2 separate regions of the Xenopus tropicalis genome follow, and region 1 is linked to region 2. A link is a contact called in public Hi-C data. All regions are on one chromosome and are shown on one strand. Each heading gives the region's core, a stretch centred on a gene start, on an enhancer-like site or on the middle of the called end of the contact. The rest is flanking DNA. Distances are from core to core; before and after follow the strand shown. Region 1 has its middle 13 kb from the start of slc25a28. Region 2 holds the start of nkx3-3 (homeobox protein zampogna).

Region 1 (2,700 bases), core at 8-2,507, 56 kb before region 2:
TAGGTGAGAATATTATCCACTGAGACAGAATGAAGGGGTTTCATCATAGGAAAGGTGTCCAGTTGAGGAAATCCCTAAAGACGCTGATGCATTTTTTCAGTACCAATTCCAGTGCTTTCTGACAACAGCGCCACATGTTTTGATTCCTTTCTGAACTCGAGGCAAAATGATTTTCATAATGATGCCAAATATTAATTATAGCATATATTTGCTTGCCAGAGTGGCAAGATTATGAGAAATAAAATAACACAGCAATAGAGAATTTGGAAAACTGGGGCAATATTTTTCCTAAGATTTAGGGCAGGGGTACACATGGAGATTAGTCGTGCTGCAACAAATCTCCGTTGTCACGGGCGACTAATCTCCCTGCAATGCCACTCCTCCGGCTAGAATGTAAATCGCCGGTGGGATGGCATAGGCGGCGCTGCGATTTGTCGAATTTGCCTTGAGAGGAAACTTCGGCAAATCAAGGCCCACAGCAAGCAACTTAAATATTTTAATTCACCCCTGCCTAATATAGTAGCATCTAATGGCAGAGTCTGCTTGATAATTACATTAACACCCAGGAGAGGGTGCTCCTGCACAAACATCCTTGTTCCACAGCAGTCAATTTTAGCTAGCTTAGTGCATTTGTAGTACGTAAAGCTGTTGGAAGGTTTAATATGCTATTCATAAAGTAAGTAGCAAAATATATATCTCAAGATTCGAGAGGGTTCTGTAAATATTAGGTTATACTAAACAGTAATGTGCTTACAGGGCTTCAAAATAAGTATACGTTATTAAATTAGACCAGCGTTTTGGTCAGCAACAATGACCTTCCTCAGGAACAAGCAAATGAGGCAAAACACTTTAAAGCCCTATGAGTGCAGTACTTTGAGATATATATATATATCTATCTATCTCTCAATTACTATCAGTCGGGTGTAACTGAAGAGGAAGCAGGGGGCCCCAGTGTGGGCAATTTCGATATATCTTGGTAGAATAGGTAATTTTAACTATGCTTTGGAGCCCAGTAACATTTAGTTACACCACTGTATATTCTAGATAGCAAATGTGAAGTTTTCTTCAAAGAAAACCTTTTACATTAAAACTGGAGAGTGCCATTGTATTTAACAGGCAACATGTATGCATTATGCCTCATTAAGATCACTTTTGTATTGGGCACTTCCTGTTTAGATTAGTGTGGGGGGTGTATTCCTTTGACCTGTCAATCAAAGAGCCAGTGATTTTTGGTTCACTTTCTAAACAGCTATGCCTCGTAGTTTCAATGAAGCCCCAAACCTATTTATCATGTTGTCATGTCCCATGCTGGCTGCATGTAAGGGCATTGCTACACAGCAGGGCAGCTTTTGGAAGGCAGTAAGAATCTCTGTGGGCTTCTAAATGTAAAAAATGGAAGCTTATGCAAGGCTGAAATCACAAGATGAATTGATGCCCCCTTGTAGCAGGGATACTATGAAATAAATTAATAAGTGCCACGGAAACATGTCACAGAAAGGCAATGTTTAAAACAAATGAGGGACAGAGGTCAGTTTCTGTAACTTGCTAGTTGGTACTGTTTCTTGAAATATTACTCTCTTACATAGAATGCATAACGTGCAAATACAGCAGATAATATTGTAATACTGCCACCTACTGCCATGGCCCAGTATCACAAAATGATAAATAGGAATATTAATGTAATCAGAACACTACTAGTAATGAGCAAAAATTATTGCCAGGTTTAGCTGCAAGAAAATAGAGTTGAGCGGTAAAAAAGTCACACTAAAAAAAAATATTGCGCAAAAAACACCAATTGACTTCAATGAGTTTTATGACTGTCATGTCACAAATGTTTGACCGAAGCAAAATGGGACAGAATCACTTATCACTCTACATGACAAATATAGCATCATATAGCAAAGGTGGTGGATACACTGACATGAAATAATGTTACCAGATCATATGGAAAATACTAGGACAAACCTAGGACTGACTGCATTAGATTTACCTGAAATAGCTTTTATTTTCAAATGACCCAGTAACCTTATAGAAAATACATGCATTTATATCCAGATCCAGGGATATGTTTGGTAGGTTTAAGAAGTATTAACCTGGGCAAATATTTCCCTTGCTCTAATAACCGTTAGAAACAACAATCAACAGTGTCAGTACATTTTTAACCTTCAGCTTGTAAAGGATTGTTGCTTTTAATGGAATTCATTGATTTAAAAGAACAGCCCTTTGCATGGTAGTATACTTATAATGAAAATCTGCCATAGTTCTTGAAAGCTGGGGTATGCAAGTACCTTTTCTATAAAGAACAAAAAAAGCAGTGGTAATGTTTATAAACAGTATATGTCAGACAGTTACCATGTATATCCCAAATGAGGTAAGTTATTTTGCAGCCAGTGCCACTGAAAATTGACAGAAACGTTGCATGTTTTGTACATATACATATTGTAGGTGCCCTTTGGGTCTTGGGTTCTTTTGTCCCTATTTTCAGTCTAGGCTTGCAACTCACCATTGTGCCCACCTCTCCAGTAGAATTCCTAATTACATCTTCCTGGGTGAAAAATGCAGTCCGTTTAAGCTAGCTTTTTGGTAGCAAGGCAGCTGGCAGGGTTGGGAAAGAACTAGTAGGGATCCAACAGTTATTCATACTGAGAGTGGCAGGCAGGTTCTGGGCAGCTACTTCCCTCTTTTTCAAGCTGCACATTT
Region 2 (2,736 bases), core at 184-2,683:
GGCAAAATGGAATTATATATAGCTGTACCAGCATATTTCTATAGGTACTATTAAATTAACTCTAACATACAAAGGTTGAGTAGGAACCAACCCTCTTGGTTACAGAAAATATAACTAATGCTATGAAGTAGTGAATCTATAGGTACAACTAACCAAATGCTGGTTTTACAGACAACATTATCACCAGCCTGATATTCCAGACACCCCCTGTCCTATAGCAAATGCTAGGATGTGACATAAACTTTCTCTACACTTTTTTATAGGGTCCTTGCTTTCTTTCTCTTTCCTTTCATTCTAATCTAAGTGATCCTACTAACAGTAGAGCTCTACTATATCCCAAATAAATATTCTTGGGAATATGTGTTCTGATACCATAAATACACAGCAATACCTTGTAACTCCCCCTAAAACTGCTGCAACTACTACCATTATACACCCTGACAGGCAAAGAAAACAATCGGATAGATAGACAGATAGATTAGATAGATGATAGATAGATAGATAGATAGATGATAGATAGATAGATGATAGATAAATAGATAGATAGATAGATAGATAGATAGATGAAACCACTAGTGTGTGTGAATGTCATAGGGACCTTAGACTGTCAGCTCCACTGGTGCAGGGACTGATGTGAATGATGTATAATCTCTGTAAAGTGTTGTGGTATATGTCATCAATTTATAAAGGATATGAATTGCCACATGTATGAAAGGACAGATAGTCATAGGTGCAAATAGACTCACAGACAGAAGTGGATGAATAGATGCTTAGATACAGACAAATGGATACAAAGATCTAGGCAGAATGATGAATAGATGCTTAGATACAGACAGATATGGATACAACTATATCAACAGAAGGATGAATAGATGCTTAGATACAAACGAATATGTAGACAAAGATATAAACAGAAGGCTAAATAGATGGCTGGCTAGAGACAGATACAGATGCAGGGATAGAGTATATGGGTTGGGGCTGGCACACACCGGTGCTGGCTGCTTCTGGCTCCCAAGTGGAGTCCTCTGTCCCTGAGTCCGTGTCCGTTTTCTCTTTCTCCGGTGTCAGTGGCGGGTTATCCGCCTGCGGCCAGTCATTGTGCCCCTCAGCGCTGGGAGAGTGCGGCGGAGTGGAGCTTTTCTCGTCCGTTCTCTTGGCTTTGCCAGTATTGTCCCCATTGCCCCCATTGCCCTCATTGCCCCCATTGCTGTCCCTACAAGTCCGCGCAAGGATGTCCTGTATGGAGAAGGAGGTGAGCGGTGAGACCCCAGTGAGAGACATGTTAGCGCATAGTATCCCAAGCCCGGAGAGAAGCTGGGCGCTACTGTGAGAGGAACAGGGCAGGCACCACGTTATCTTTCTCCTGCCTCACCAAGTGGGCGGGGCTAGCACTGACACCCACCGGCACCCAGGCACCCCTCTCCCTGCCCGGCACTCTCACACCTACTCCCGCCCTGCTATTGGGACACTTCACAACTAAGCTCCCATTGGGCACAAACACCCGAGCGGCACTTTCCCTTGTGTGAGCGCTAATATGTCTGCACCCTGGGGTGGCCTGGGCAGCGGGGCTTAGTACAACTGGGAGATGGGCTAGTAAATAGCAACCGCATGAGATTTAGGGCCCAATCAATAGTATAAATAGTGTTTTATATAAGCACTGTGGATTTCTGTTGGGCACCTTTACGCAGATGTTTTCAGCCTGCGCGCAATGGCCTTGCGAAGTATTCTGTTATAGTAATGCGGCGCAAACAAGCTTTTGGGATTTGTATAGTTTTAAATATCAATTCATTGTAAATAATACCGGGATATAAATATTATATAATGCTCAAAATGTGAGCGGGACAGTCAGGGCCGCTGCTGGCCAAATGGGTGCCCTAAGCAGAAATTTACTTTTGTGCCCCCTCCCCCAAATATTACGGAAGTAAAAATAAAATAATAAAAAAAAACACCTACTATAGGGGCCCCACACACACAGTGCCCCCAATTGCCCCCATAGAAAATGCCCCCATAGTAAGTGCCCCCAATAGCCCCCATAGATTGATTGAACTATCTGGGACAGCGGGATGCGCTATAAAAACCGGCGGGACAGTGTTGGGGGGTATGTTATAATATATAAAAATGTTTTTTTTTTGGGATGGTGCCACCCTGGGAGTTGGTGCCCTATGCAGACTGAGTACTCTGCTTATAGGGAGCGGCGGCCCTGGGGACGGTGCTTAATGGAAGGTATTAGGCCCCATATTTGTGCACAGCTGGTACTGTAGGAGGGATGAAAGTCTCCTGCGCAATAATTTTGGTACGTTACAAAAAATCATGGAAACAGAGAAACAAAAATAAAATGAATACATGGAAGAGGCGTATATATAGGGCCTTCTACATTCCTACAGCACATCTTGCATTTAAACTATTTTACTTTTATTTAAAGCAAACCTGGATGTGTTTTTTTGTGTAACAGCTTCCTTATTTATAGGGATAAGGGGCAGCTGTGGGGACACAGGTGGTATTTCCTGGCCTGTATTGGTAATAGGCATTACATGTTGTGCCCCCCAGTGCTACACAGTCATATGGTGCTCACAGTATATAGTAGTATAGGGGGCCTAATAGAGATCTGACTATTGGCCAGCTTTACTTTAGAGATACAAAAGACATTTTATTCCCAAAGTTATGGCACTGCATTCAGTATGCATGGGTAGCTTCTGGGATCTATTGGAGCCATGTAACCCAGCTCACACAGACTCT

The links. A called contact is a pair of places that touch in the nucleus more often than the background predicts.
Region 1: a contact with region 2 is called in a Hi-C map of neurula embryo, with 2.0 times the contacts expected there. The contact joins the enhancer-like site here to the promoter of nkx3-3 in region 2. A contact is called at or near these places in 4 of 5 Hi-C or Micro-C datasets (brain, gastrula embryo, neurula embryo and 1 more).

Annotation. Positions count from the first base shown.
Region 1 is chr7:35,353,093-35,355,792 of UCB_Xtro_10.0, reverse strand. No RefSeq gene overlaps it. Among named protein-coding and RNA genes, the nearest start is that of slc25a28, 13 kb to the left of the region's middle. Within about 2 kb of position 1,257, at least 2 of the 11 cell types and tissues checked have an H3K27ac peak or open chromatin away from gene starts, as enhancers often do. A contact at or near this core is called in neurula embryo, where this site is marked.
Region 2 is chr7:35,296,798-35,299,533 of UCB_Xtro_10.0, reverse strand. It overlaps nkx3-3 (homeobox protein zampogna), which reads right to left and starts at 1,433. Exons shown (of 2, transcript XM_002937181.5): 1 at 990-1,433. The coding sequence starts at 1,281.